Regions from separate parts of the Mus musculus genome. Here region 1 is linked to region 2. A link is a contact called in public HiChIP or PLAC-seq data. All regions are on one chromosome and are shown on one strand. Each heading gives the region's core, a stretch centred on a gene start, on an enhancer-like site or on the middle of the called end of the contact. The rest is flanking DNA. Distances are from core to core; before and after follow the strand shown.

Region 1 (6,831 bases), core at 3,077-5,576, 200 kb after region 2:
CCTGAAGTTCCAGGGCCTTGGCCCACAGGGGAACTGCTGTGTAGTATGACAGCTTCATGGGAGACAGGAGAGAGGCCATTCTGAGAAACAGAGGGCCAAACCTCTTACTCCTATGGGCTGGGTGGGGGAAACAAGAAACTAAAAGAACCTCAGCCATCCAGCCCACTCCCTCACCCCTGAGGCTCCCCACTCCTCAGGAAGAAAGAATTGTCCCTCACAAAGGCCTGCCAGGTTAGTATCAAGGAGTCACAGAGGAAGTATGTTAATGAGACCAAGGGAACCTTTGGCCCTTTTCAATAGTTCTGGGCTTAACTAGCCCTCCCCTAGGTGCTCTCTGGGGTCTAGAGAAAGGCAGCCCCAAAAGCATTGGGAACAGAGCCAAAGGAGCCTGGAGCTATCGCTGGGCTATGTGGGGGGGACACAGCTGTGAGTGGCCTATCAGCTGTCTCTAAGGATGTAGCCCAGGATCAATTACCCAGAGGCAGAGAAGCCTGGCTCTGTCCTCAGCGGGCGCTTGCTTAGCTGCTCCACAGGGAAGTGGGCAGGAGTCTCAGAGCTGTACTCCACCACACTTCCCCAGGACCACCATGGCCAGGAAGCCCAGCGAGCTCTAGGTTTGGCTCTGTCCCAAAGCCCAGCCCAGAGGAGAGAGAAAAGCATAGTTCACACATGGTCGGTCGCCATACACTATACCTTGGTCTCTACCTTTATTCCCAGAACCTAAACAACAAAGAGTGAAATAAGGTAAGACTCTGGCGTTGTGTGACTGGCCCCCACGGACATCGGCAACGCCCACCTTGGTGTTGAAGCACTGGAACATGCTGCGCAGGATATCAGACTCTACCCTGGCCAGCACCAGCTCCCGAGGGGCCTGGGCAGCCACGTGCCCGTAGCACAGGATCAGACAGCTCTTCATTCTTTCCACTTCGTGCTCGCTTCGATCCTGAGGTAGAGAGTCAGTGGGACGGCACTTACTCAGTGAACTACTCTCCCAGGGAGCCTTGCTTTGCAGTGGGCTTTCTATACCCTAAAACTCCTGGAATAGCCAGAGCCAGCTAGGAACACCAGAGGGAGCATCCAGGGATGGCAGGAGGGCAGCCCCGGTGCCCACGCATGTCCACCGGGAACCATTTGGTTGCAAGAAAGGGCTGAGGCAGTGGGACCAAGAAACAGGGGAAAGAAAGCTGGAAGCCTAACAACCTGAAAACTAGGGCTTGTAGATGCCAACATCAGAAAAGACAGTGTGTGGGGGCGGGGGGAGGCAGGAGCTACAAGTTGTCTCACACCTTTATCCCAGCACTCTGGAGGTAAAGGCAGATCTCTTTGAATTTGAGGCCAACCTAATCTACACATCAAATTCTGTGCTAACCAAGGCTACACAGTGAGGCCCTGTCTCAAGATAGAGATAGAGGGGGCTGGAGAAATGGCTCAGTGGTTAAGAACACTTGTTCTTATAGAGGATCCAAGGTTCAATTTCCAGCATCCACATGGAGGCTCACAACCATACATAATTCCAGTTCCAGGGGATCCACTGCCTTCTTCTGACCTCAGTGGGATCAGGTGCATAGATATACATGCAGGCAGAACACTGGTACACATACACATAAAACAAAATGAATAAATAAATTTAAAAACACTTTTTTTCCCCCTTTGGTTTTTTTGAGACAGGGTTTCTCTGTATAGCCCTGGCTGTCCTGAACTCACTTTGTAGACCAGGCTGGCCTCAAACTCAGAAATCCGCCTGCCTCTGCCTCCCAAGTGTTGGGATTAAAGGCGTCCTCCACCACGCCTGGCCTAAAAACACTTTTAAAAAGAGATAGAGGAAGACGAGAAAGAGAAAGAAGAGGTGTGTGGGTCCTTGCACTCCTGGGCCAACCCTCGGGTTCCATGAGCAGAGCAATCACTAGACACAGAGCAAAATGGTCAGGGTCAGGCATGGTGGGAGATTCTGAAAACCCAAGCACTCAGGGCAAAGGACAGACAGCCTGGCCTTAGAGAAGGGGACAGCTCTGAGTTCCCCAGCTGTGTGGTTCTGATAGGCAATGTCCCTAGAGCTCAAGGGTCCCCAGTGCTGCAGGGGTTAGAGAAACATTTGAAAATGTCCCTAAAGTTCACATGTCCCCAGAGCAGCAGTGTTCAAAGACAGAAACCCTTGGGAAGTGACTAGTTCATCAACGCACTAACCCATTACGACTCATAACAGTGGCAGAATTACAGTTATGAAATAGCAATGAAAATTACTTTATGGTTAGGGGTCAGCACAACATGAGGAACTGCATTAAAGGATCGCAGCACGAGGAAGGCAGAGAGCCACAGAAACGAACTCTTTGAAGGATTCAAAGCAGCACGGGTCTAGAGGTAGGTAAGTGTGCTCTTGGCTCCTGTGAAGGGAGAAGCTCTCTTCACCGGCCCCTCCACCATGCCCGGCCTGCACAACCTCTGAAACTAGGAGACAGACTACTTCTTCCTCCTTAAAGTTGATTTCCTCAAGTATTTCGTCATAGCAACAGAAAGCTGATCACCACAGAACCTTGCCACTGAGAACTCTCATTACCCACAGCTAGAGGAACAGCACTCCAATCAGCTAGGGCTTCTGGGAGGCCCTCAGTGGGAGGAGAGCTCAGGCCCAGAGGAGGAATGGAGGATACAAAGCCTGAGGGAACCCAGCCCTAGCCTTCATCTTGAGAGAGAGCAGAGGGCAGGAACCCACCCTACCACAGCCATGAAAAGTGGGGCAGCCACAGACAGGTATCTACTCACAAGGACACTGTTCTGGGTAATGACCGTCTTACCTTAAAAATGCTAAAGATGCCGGTGGACTTCCTAAACACGTCTGACCTCACAAAGTCCTCCAGCTGTGCTAGAGTGTCCTCAAGGTGGGTAATGGCACAGATCCCAAAGCAACAGGCCAGGCCCTGGGGAGGTGCACGGGTGTGCTCACACTTGGGCACAGTGGCCCACCTGCCCACACGCTGTGTGGGGAGGAGTGTATATCCACACGTACACAAAGTTCCACACACACATAAACCTGAAGGCACACAAATACACGCGGACATCCGTGAGGAAGCAAGCAGTGTGCCTCACGTGCAAGCATGCATGTACCTATGTGCTCACAGCACACGTGGCTAGCTCAGAGCGGCAGATGAACACGGCCTCACAGCCCCGGGCACTGGGGACTACCTACCTCCTGCTCTGCCTCCTCTTGATATCTGGCTGTCTCCAGCAGCTCTCGGAGGTGTTTCCTCACCACCTCCTTACTTGAAGCAGCACCCAGCGTGGTTCCAATGCACTTATACAGGAAGTTCTGGAACACAGGGAGAGAACACAGATGAACCTGACTCCTGAGCAGACAGACACTTGCACTGTGGTGGGTACTGCTAATGGATAGCTGTATCCTTTCCTCCTTTTTGGTTTTTTTGATATATGGTTTCTGTATGTGGCCCCAGCTGTCCTGGAACTAGCTGTGTAGACCAGGTTGGACTTGATCTCATAGATCCGCCTACCTCTCAAGTATTTGGGGTTAAACGTGGGCACCACTACACCCGGCCCCTTGGAGAGGAAGCTGTATTTCAAGCAGGACATAGGAAGGGTCCTGCATGAGGAGGTGAGACCCAGGCTGTGTCTGAGGAACAGTGAGCAGGCAGCTGTCCCCCATCCCCCAGCTGTTAACTGCAGCGAGGAGCCTCCTGACCCTGCTTGCTTTTTAAGTGGCTTGGCCAGGGTTGCCAGAGTCAGGAGACAAAGACACAGACAGGCGAGATCAAAGACACAAAGCATGGGAGCTGGGGACTGTGCAGAGATCCCCATCCCCAGCTAGCTTGTCTCAGGCACCTTCTCCTGAGGAGTCCCACTGTAAGAGGGCAGTTGCTTGCACATCTCTTGGCTCAGCTGGCAGATCCAGATGTTGTCAGATACTACGGCCAGGGTGTCTCGCAGGAACTGAGGGGGGAGAGCATTGGTGAGGCCTGAGGCAGGGCCTTGACACGTGATAACCTTATGGTGACTCCTGTTGGTAAGTGGCCTTTGAAGGTGGGTAGCTATGAGGCAGGCTGAAGCACAAGTGGCTCTGAACTCGGCTGGGGACGGGGAAGGAGGGAAAAGCCCTTTCTGTGCCCAGGATGAGCAAAAGTCCCTCCCATTTGGTGCTGAGTGACAGAAGGTACAATATCCTGCCAGGGACATCTGAGACCAGCCACCATCCTTACCCCAAACTCCCCCCACCACTGAGCCCATCCCCTAGTCACACCACCAGATGAAGTTGGATAACAACAAGCCCCTTGGAAGGCACAATACACTGGTCCAACATTTGCTGCCCTGGCCCTCTGTGCCCAGGCCCAGAATGTCCCAAAAAGGCACAGACAGGCCCTTGGCCTTCTGCTCCATCTCTCACCATTAGAAGCTTTTCTTCCCACTCCTTCAGTGACAGGCTTTCCTCGGTGTGCTCTGAAATGACCAATAAGCCCACTGGCTGGGGTCCTGCCAGGCAGGCTCATTCCAACATGCACTAGGTGGGCCCTCCTTGTCTCTGGGAATTCCCAGAAGGAACGCAGAAACCAGTCAGGCCACAGTCACACCCCCTTCCCTTGTGAGCCATCCAGGCCCTTTCTTAGATTACAGCTTGGATCGTTTCTTTCAACCCGAACGGCATACTGGGTGCTAGTGGGGTCAGGGGTGGCTAAGGGGCTCCTGAGCCTCACAGGCCTCACCATCCAGGTACTCCAGCAGCATGGGCATGGTTGTCTCCCACCGCTGGCCCAGGAAAGGGTGGATATTCTGATGCATAACCTTCAGGAGGCGCAGGGAGGCCGCTCCACGCCCATCTCCCAGGTAGGGATTAGAAGACACAACCTGAAGGAGAGGAAGGAAGGGGGTCGCCTAAGCATGGAGCCGCCTGCCATCTCCTGGCCACAGTGCCCAACCTGGGGACCAGCTTCCCAGGGGTGAAGGGAAAACCAGCAAACACGGGGGCAAGGAATGCCAATGAGACGGTGGCAAGGGTCAGGCTTGCCACAGAGCTGACAGGGACTCTGGGGCCGAGAGGCCACTCTTCTATCAGAGTAAGCTCGGTCACGCTGACACCTACGAGAATGTCCCATGAAGGACAGTGTCAGCCCGTGTGCTGAGACACAGTAACAGACCCGTTGCTTACCAGCAGTCGTGTGGTCATAGCGAAGGGAGACGGGAGGTTTGCTGGACAAGAAACATGGAAACAGTTACAAGGCAGGGATAGGATAAAAGATGGGACCATAGGCACAAGCAGGCAGCTGGGGTGGGACAGCATGCGAAAGCAGCTGGGGGTGGGGTGGGGTGGGGTAGGGGGGTGTCAGCAGCAGGGGCAGGGCAAGGGCAAGGCAGAGAGCTGAGAGAGGACGAGGTGTAAGGGCATCATGGCGTCGGTGGGGTCAGCCAGGGGCACGGTGGTTGGGCCTCCACACCATTCGCGTTGTACTGGATGAGGAAATCATCTGCCCCAGCCTCCTGCCTCTTCAGGGCTAAGTGCACAAGGCTCCTGCAGAGCGGGGTGAGGGCCGCAGTGAAGCGCACCGGGGTGAGGAACTCGAGGAGGTAGGGCCAGAGAACCTGAAGGACAGAGGGCCACGGTCTGTGGACTGCAAGCAGGTGGGCACGGCCTCCGGGGCAGTAGAGATGTCAGAACTGGATCTCCACTGCTATACAGGAGCCGGGTAGCTTGAGAGGGGCCGATGCTAAGACAGACAGTGTGTCCGGCCATTGCTGAGAGATCCTCTGAGCACTGTCCGGCCACTGTCCCCTGGAGGCCACACTCTCCGCTCCAGGCCAGGGATGGGGAGGGCAGGAAATCTAGGACTGGGAAAGCTCAGGCAGCCAGCCTCGGGTCAGAGACATGCACACTCACACTGTTCATCCTATCCACTGTGGTGCTGACCAGGTAGAGGGTGCGGATACTGACAGCCCGCACGCTATCTGCCGCCAGGTCCTCCCCATCAGGGCCAGGCTTCTCAGGCTGGAGGAAGAGGCAAACGAGAGCACGTGTGGATGACTGTCCACACACCAAGGTTAGCATGAGATGGACCACGAGGTCCATCCAGGTTAGCACAAGAAGGGGAAAGGCTGGCAGAAAAGGAAACGCAGCAGACTCACCAACCCTGCCCCGAGAGGATGTCTGTCAGCTCCCACAGGCAAGCACACCAAAGTCACTCAAGAAAAGCTGGTGGGATGGCTCAGTAAGTGCTTTCTGTGTGAGACTGACAAGCTGAGTTTGATTTCAGGATCCAGTGGGCCAAGGAGAGACCTAAAGTTGTCCTCTAAGCTGTATATGTGATCTATGGCATGTGTATGCCTATGCGCGCGCACACACACACACAATCTCTCTCTCCCTCTCCCTCCATCTCTCCTTCCCTCCCTCCCTCCGTCCATCCCTGCCGCTGTTTCTGTCTCCTATAAGCTACTGACTCCAAGGTTCCTTGGCTCAGCAAGTCACAGTACTTGCTGTCAAGCCTACTAATCTGAGTTGGATCCCCAGAATTTACATGGTGGAAGGGGAGAACTAACAAACCGTCCTCGGACCTCCAAAAGGTATCCACATCCACACATACTTATGCACAAAGTAAGTAAATATTTTTAATTTGGGGGTGGGATATCGACTTTTAAAAGATTCTTCTCTCAGGCTGGAGAGATGGCTCTGTGGTTAAGAGCACTGACTGCTCTTCTAGAAGTTCTGAGCTCAATTCCCAGCAACCACATGGTGGCTCACAACCATCTGTAATGGGCTCCACTGCCCTCTTCTGGTGTGTCTGAAGACAGCTACAGTGTACTCATGTACATAAAATAAATAAATACATCTTTTTAAAA
Region 2 (6,379 bases), core at 2,495-4,994:
AAAACCTTGTCCTTATCGTACAATCTGCTCGGCGCTCCTGCCCTGGCGAGGGTGCTGCAGACCTTACCCGCCTGTACCCTCAAACGTCTGGACCTAAGCTCTGTGGCAGCCAGCAAGAGCAACTCGGGTATCATAGAGCCTGTTATCAAATACTTGACCAAGGTATGAGGTATGGAGTAGACTGCCAAACCAGAACACAGGGATCCCAAGGCCCAAAACCTAACTGCAACCCTGCCATGTTGTACGGAGTCTGAGGGAAGGGCTGGGGGTTGGGAAGAACACCCATGGACTCCTGGGAGCCAGGTGGTGGTACTTCAGGCAAGTTCCAAGGGACACGCCAGGCCCCTGTGGTCTTTACAAGGCATCTATAACCTATAGCTTGGAAAAGAGGTGTTTCCTTTCCATTCAGCTCTCTTGGTGATGGGACTCTGCTGGGAGGAAGGTAGACGGATGGGTGCCCACTAGGCATGGCCTTTTGCCCTGTTCTTAACGTCCAGGAAGGCTGTGCTCTGGCCCACCTAACCCTGTCCGCAAACTGCCTGGGTGACAAGGCCGTGAGAGAACTGAGCAGGTAACACACCATCCCTGAGCCACTGGCTCTCCTGTGAGGAGGGAGTCTGACATGAAGATGAATGAGTCAGGTGGTGTCACCTCTTTCTGACGTCCACTGTCTCCAGGGATGGCTCTGGCAGGCATGCTTACCCTCCTTGAGTTTCTTGCCATGCCCTTGTGGTATGAGAACTTCTCACTCTGGCCTGTCCTTTATTTTTCCTTGGTAAAACATTCCCTCCTGCCCCCGATCCTGCCCCTAGAGTTGGCCATGGCACTGCCTCTGGCTGGCACTGCAGAGATCCTTGGCTCCCAGAGCCAAGGGACAGACTTCCCTAGTACTAAAGCAAGGGCTTTCCTGGCCAGCTCATGCTTTCATGTCCCCTGTCATTGTAGATGTCTCCCTTGCTGCCCCTCACTCACCTCTCTGGACCTGTCTGCCAACCCCGAGGTCAGCTGTGCCAGTCTAGAGGAGCTCTTGTCTGCCCTCCAAGAGCGGTCCCAAGGCCTCAGCTTCCTTGGCCTATCAGGTAAGGGCTAGGAACAAGAATGGCTCCTGTGTCTCACCTAACACAGGGCTTACTTTCCAGGGTCCTGCCAGCAGAAGGGGCAGTCACTGCCATCGGCGAGATTCCACAAGGCTGTTGTGATGAAAGGCAGTTTGTGGTGTAACCAGGGCAAGGAGCAAGACTGACTGGTGGCTCAGAGTACGGCAGGAAGCACTAAGGCAGATTACCTCAAGCATGGCCTAAGCTGCATAGTAAAGAAAATAATAGTACTAGTAATAATAATAATAGTGATAATAATAATAATAAACCAAAGGAGGGGCTGGAGGAATGGTCAACACTTAGGGGTGCTCTTCCAGAGACCCTCATTTCAAATCTCAGCATCAAACATAGCAGCTCACAACCTTTGGAACTTCAGTTCCAAGGGATCTGAAGGCAGATCTGCAGGCAGCCTGGCTTCACACAGTACACAGATAGACATGCAAATGAAATGAAACACCAGTACACACAAAGCAATTTGAATTTATTTATTTATTTATTTATTTATTTATTTATATTTTCGAGACAGGGTTTCTCTATGTAGCCCTAGCTGTCCTGGAACCAAGATGGCATCAAACTCGAGACTCACTGCCTCCAGGGTGCTGGGATTAAAGGTGTGCACCGCCAAATGAGTACACTGTAGCTGTCCTCAGACACACCAGACAAGTGTGAAGGCATCAGATTTCATTACAGATAATTGTGAGCCACCATGTGGTTGCTGGGAATTGAACTCAGGACCTCTGGAAGAGTAGTCAGTGCTCTTAACCACTGAGCCATCTCTCCAGTCCCAAAATAATTTGTTTTTGTTTGTTTTGTTTTGTTATTTTGGTTGGGTTTTTTGTTTTTCAAGACAGGGTTTCTCTGTATAGCCCTGGCTGTCCTGGAACTCACTTTGTAGACCAGGCTGGCCTTAGACTCAGAAATCTGCCTGCCTCTGCCTCCCAAATGCTGGGACTAAAGGCGTGTGCCACCACTGCCCAGCTTGTTTTGTTTTCAAGCAGGGTTTTTCTGTATATGCCTGGCTGTCCTGGAACTCATTGTGTAGATCAAAATGTCCTTGAACTCACAGAGATCTGCCCGCCTCTACCTCCTGAGTGCTGGGGCTAAGGGTGTGCACCACTGCCCAGCTGTTCCTTTAGCTTTTGGTTGTGGGATATCCTTTCTTCTGTGCAGCCTTCTCTTTTGGCTAGGAACAGTTTATTCCTTCTCAGTGAGAATCATCTTACTTACTTACAGGGGGAACCCATGGGTTAGTTCACCATAAAAACTCAACAGTGACCAGAGAGAACATATATCCAAACTTTGTAAGAGAACATATATCAAAACTTCTTTGGGGGCCACTGACTGACTGGCCTGGCAAACATTTTCCAACTCCACCTTTATAGACAGACCTCTGAAACAATGCACATTGCTTCTTTAAAGTGACATTTTTCAGATACACATGCACACCCCCTCACAGCCTAGGCAGCTCCTCGGGTATTCTTAAAATGATCATGAAGATTTGAACCTCCTTTTGGAGTGGCAAATTGTTTGTTGTTTTTTGAGACAGGGTGTCTCTGTGTAGTCCTGGCTGTTCTGGAGCTCTGTAAAGTTTCCTCTCTACCTGGAGAGGACTGAGATTAAAGGCGGATGCCACCAGGGCAGGCATGATTTGGACCTTTTGTTTTTGCGGGGTTTTCTGGGTCAGGAGGGTAGCAAATCATTGTTACTTGCAGAAAACCTTATTTCCTCATTCCTGTCCACCAGTCAGTGATCCAAGTTCCGCTTAAGGGGTGCTTGCTCTCTCAACCTGCCCCCCTCCCTCCTTCCTTGCCTTATCTACTAATAAGCTAGCTTGTCCCGTTACACCAACGCACTCTCCACCTTATAAGTGTGCCTGATGGCCTGGCCTGCCACTGCCTTGCCCAGCTGAGATTTGAGGGTGGCAGCCTTTCCCCCTGGAGGATAAAAACTGAGCACAGGGGAGTCCCTGGGTTTTTCCTGTATCTCACCCCCTCTTCCCAACACAATGGTATTTCTGGCAGCTGTGCGCTTCATCCAGTTCCCTGACAACCTTGAGCCTACTGGGATCTCTGACTTGATCAAGGCCTGGCATTCACTAGCCTCCAGAGATCCGAGGGCCCACAGTATACAGATATATTGAGTCCTTTTTATGATGGGACAAGCCAAAATGTAGGCTCCGAGGTACAACATAAGCACTATGCCTCCTGTGGGTGTGTAAGTTAAACCTACCTCCTCCTCACCCCCACAGGCTGCTCTATTCAAGGGCCGCTGAACTCTGACCTCTGGGACAAGATCTTCGTGCAGTTGCAGGAGTTGCAACTGTGCACCAAAGACCTGAGCACCAAAGACCGAGACTCGGTGTGTCAGAGACTGCCAGAGGGTGCGTGCACAATGGACCAAAGTTCCAAGCTCTTCTTTAAATGCCTCTGATCCTAGTCCTGCCGTTTCCTCCAGAAGAAAAAGAAAAACCTTAATAAACTATGCTGCTATCTCATTTGTGTCAGCTCTCTGCGAAAAGGGTGGGCGATGTGAGCTGTAAAAGCCTTGACAGGCGGAGCTACTCCAGAGCGCAAGCTCAGGCAAAAAAAGCCGAGTGCCGATCAATGGATTTGGCTTGCTATGTGCGTAGGCTCAAGGTTAGAGGATGAGTGCCGAGCTGCCGATCGGGTTTCCCGGCAGGCGCAGGCGGAAAAAGCGAGCACCGAGCTTCTGTCGCCATCTCCGGGACTCCAAACGCCCCAGGTACACAGCGGCGGTGGCCGGGTCCCCTCTTCATAGGAACCCTTTGGTCTAGGTGTCCCGGTCCCGTCTCCTCTGGGGCTCAGCGGCCCTTGCCGCGCGGCCAGTGTCTCAGTAGGTGATGGGCGCTGTCAAGTGGCATTGCTGGTCCACAGTTCAGGTTCCCCTGTCTGTGAGGGTACCCACCTTTCTTCTGCGACTCCGCCGGCTATTCCTAGCTCCTGCGACCTCGGTAGCTCTCGCTGCTCCTCAAGCCACTCCATCTCAGTTTGACCATCTTCCTTGAACATTTGTTTTCACCCCATTTCAAATCCTGAGGCGTGTCTGGGCTGGCTTCCTTATTAGACAGGACCTATCCTGGGCCTTGCCTCCGCCACTTTGCCGCATCAACCAATAAGCTTGCCCTTATTCATTTCTCCAGTATCTCCCACAGATTAGGGTAAAACCTACCTCCACACTTTCCCTCACACACAGAAAGCCCCGGACACCTAGTCTCAGTTCATTTCCACTGAAAGATGTTGCAACAATGCCCTTCCCCTGTGCCCAAGATGCTGCCCCAGTTCTAACAGCTACTCTTCCCTACCCTAACCCAGCTAACAGGCAGGACTCCCATGGCACTCGATGTTCATCCTCAAAGCCTGACATGACATTCCCCCATGACAGTCCTTTAGCATCCTGTGCCGTTCCTGTAGAGAGCAGGAAAGCTGTTCACAACGCTCTGATCTCCAGAGCCCAGTTCTTAAGGTGTAAGGGGACCCTTGAGTTAGTGTTGGCTCTGCTTTCCAGGTCTCTTGTGCTGTATAGCTGCCTGGGCCTGCAGGATGTTCCACGGGATCCCAGCTACTCCTGGTGTTGGAGGTGAGTGTAGGCTAAACTGGGAGGAAGGGGAGGAGCCAAGGCTTTCCCTGTTGCAGGGGCTGTTGGGAAAGGACCACACTGCTACGTCCATCCCGTAGTCATTAGGCCCTGGGTAATGACTAGGGCCAGAATTATTTCTGGTGGGAATCTGAGGGCCCCTGCAATACCCTGCTGGGGAGCGAGAATATACTCCAATGTGGTCAGAACCTCTGGCATCCTGAGCAACTCTGGGTCTCCAACTGCATGTGTGAAGCATCTGACAGGCTTTTATTTGTACCAAGTTGTGGTTCTGTGTACAAACTACAGTCATGTTGGCGGGGGAAGAGAGCTAAACCTAGCAATCTGTATGTAGCCTCTTAGAGGCCATATTGGTAGGAGGTGAGGCTGGAGCCCCTATTCTGTGCTTCCCTTTGAGCTCTGTGATACATGGCATGGGAGACACCTTCTTGGGACGTAACTGAAGTGGGCCTGTCCTGGGGTCACCCTTGTCAGCTCCTCCTTGCTCTGTTGCAGCCCCTGGGAACAAGCCGGAGCTGTATGAGGTAGGTAGCAGATCCTCACCTGGCCACTGCAAACACCATGTGGCTGTCACTGGTTCTATAACCACGCCTGGAGATGCTGACTGACTCTTGCCTGCTTTTCCAACAGGAAGTAAAGCTCTACAAGAATGCTCGGGAGCGGGAGAAGTAAGTCTAAGCTGCCACGCACACATGCACATGCACACATACGCACACATGCACACTTGCACCCATCCAGCCTCCATGGCTGGCCCAGCAGTCTACCAAACCCACCACCACACCAATGGTTGGGGAGAACATGGCGTCGCGCTAGGAAGATGGTCCCTGAGGAATATGTACCAGGGATGGAGTGGGAGGTGGGCTGAACTCTGCCATAGGTGCAGAGCAGCAGTTGGCTGCCCTGCCTCTGGACAGCGGCCTGATGGATGGCTTTGTCTTAGGTATGACAACATGGCAGAGCTCTTTGCCGTGGTGAAGACGATGCAGGCCCTGGAGAAGGCGTACATCAAGGACTGTGTCACCCCCAATGAGTGAGCAAGCCTGTGGCGTCAGACATTGATGGCCACCAATCCTCAGAAGCATGTGTCTCCCTTTCATGAAGCTTGTGGATTCAGTAGGCAGCATACACAGAGCCCAAGCTATGAGGGTGTTCATTGTTGCTGCTAGTTTCCGGGCAGGATCAGCCAGGGACCTTCTGTAAGGGTGGGTATGGTTCTGACTTCAGAAGGCAAACTGGAGCCTTGGGCAGCACAGTCTAAGGTATCACTGTCAGGTCTAGGTAGCCAGCATGGATGCTGATGCTTTATCCACAGATGACAAGCCTGTTTGACTAGACCAGGAGTTGCCAGGTGGTAATGGAGGTCTGACACCTGGCAAATGGAATAGACGTCCGCTCTTGTGCTGAGTTCCAGATCGACCCACACGGATCCCCTGTTGTAGTTCTGTTTCTGTCATATTTCCCTGCTCTTGTGCAGAGCTCCCTTCATACATAGACCCAACAGGAAGCCCTTGGCCCTCCTAGCCTACCATGAAAGCTGCTATATCTACAATTGTTGAGGGAGAGCACAATGAGGCAAGCTAGACTGTCCTCAGCCTCCAGAAGCAACCGGTCCCCTCTCTAGGTACACTGCAGCCTGCTCCAGGCTCCTGGTCCAGTACAAAGCTGCC

Evidence for each region. HiChIP or PLAC-seq counts read pairs in DNA pulled down with a chosen protein or histone mark.
Region 1: an H3K4me3 HiChIP or PLAC-seq map of the SCID.adh cell line shows a contact between it and region 2, with 15 read pairs. The contact joins the enhancer-like site here to the promoter of Vps28 in region 2. A contact is called at or near these places in 10 of 39 promoter capture datasets (the C10 cell line, the HPC-7 cell line, cranial neural crest and 7 more), 2 of 15 datasets of contacts at CTCF or cohesin (embryonic stem cells and pro-B cells), 11 of 484 Hi-C or Micro-C datasets (the G1E-ER4 cell line, the HL-1 cell line, the N1E-115 cell line and 6 more), 4 of 115 datasets of contacts at active chromatin or transcription factors (the SCID.adh cell line, bone marrow-derived macrophages, embryonic stem cells and 1 more) and 4 of 9 other capture datasets (adipose tissue, embryonic stem cells, liver and 1 more).

The regions. Positions count from the first base shown.
Region 1 is chr15:76,426,261-76,433,091 of GRCm38.p6, reverse strand. Mroh1 (maestro heat-like repeat family member 1) reads right to left here. Exons shown (of 44, transcript NM_175457.4): 15 at 5,876-5,983; 16 at 5,436-5,580; 17 at 5,150-5,190; 18 at 4,707-4,848; 19 at 4,391-4,443; 20 at 3,832-3,939; 21 at 3,185-3,304; 22 at 2,793-2,915; 23 at 797-943; 24 at 694-720. Among named protein-coding and RNA genes, the nearest start is that of Mir6954, 3.5 kb to the left of the region's middle. Within about 2 kb of position 4,326, at least 5 of the 459 cell types and tissues checked have an H3K27ac peak or open chromatin away from gene starts, as enhancers often do. A contact at or near this core is called in the SCID.adh cell line, where this site is marked.
Region 2 is chr15:76,623,449-76,629,827 of GRCm38.p6, reverse strand. It overlaps Vps28 (vacuolar protein sorting 28), which reads left to right and starts at 3,744. Exons shown (of 10, transcript NM_025842.4): 1 at 3,744-3,839; 2 at 4,623-4,694; 3 at 5,208-5,236; 4 at 5,343-5,380; 5 at 5,653-5,742; 6 at 6,334-6,379. The coding sequence starts at 4,658. It overlaps Tonsl (tonsoku-like, DNA repair protein), which reads left to right. Exons shown (of 26, transcript NM_183091.3): 23 at 1-162; 24 at 498-571; 25 at 946-1,079; 26 at 3,346-3,591. The coding sequence ends at 3,527.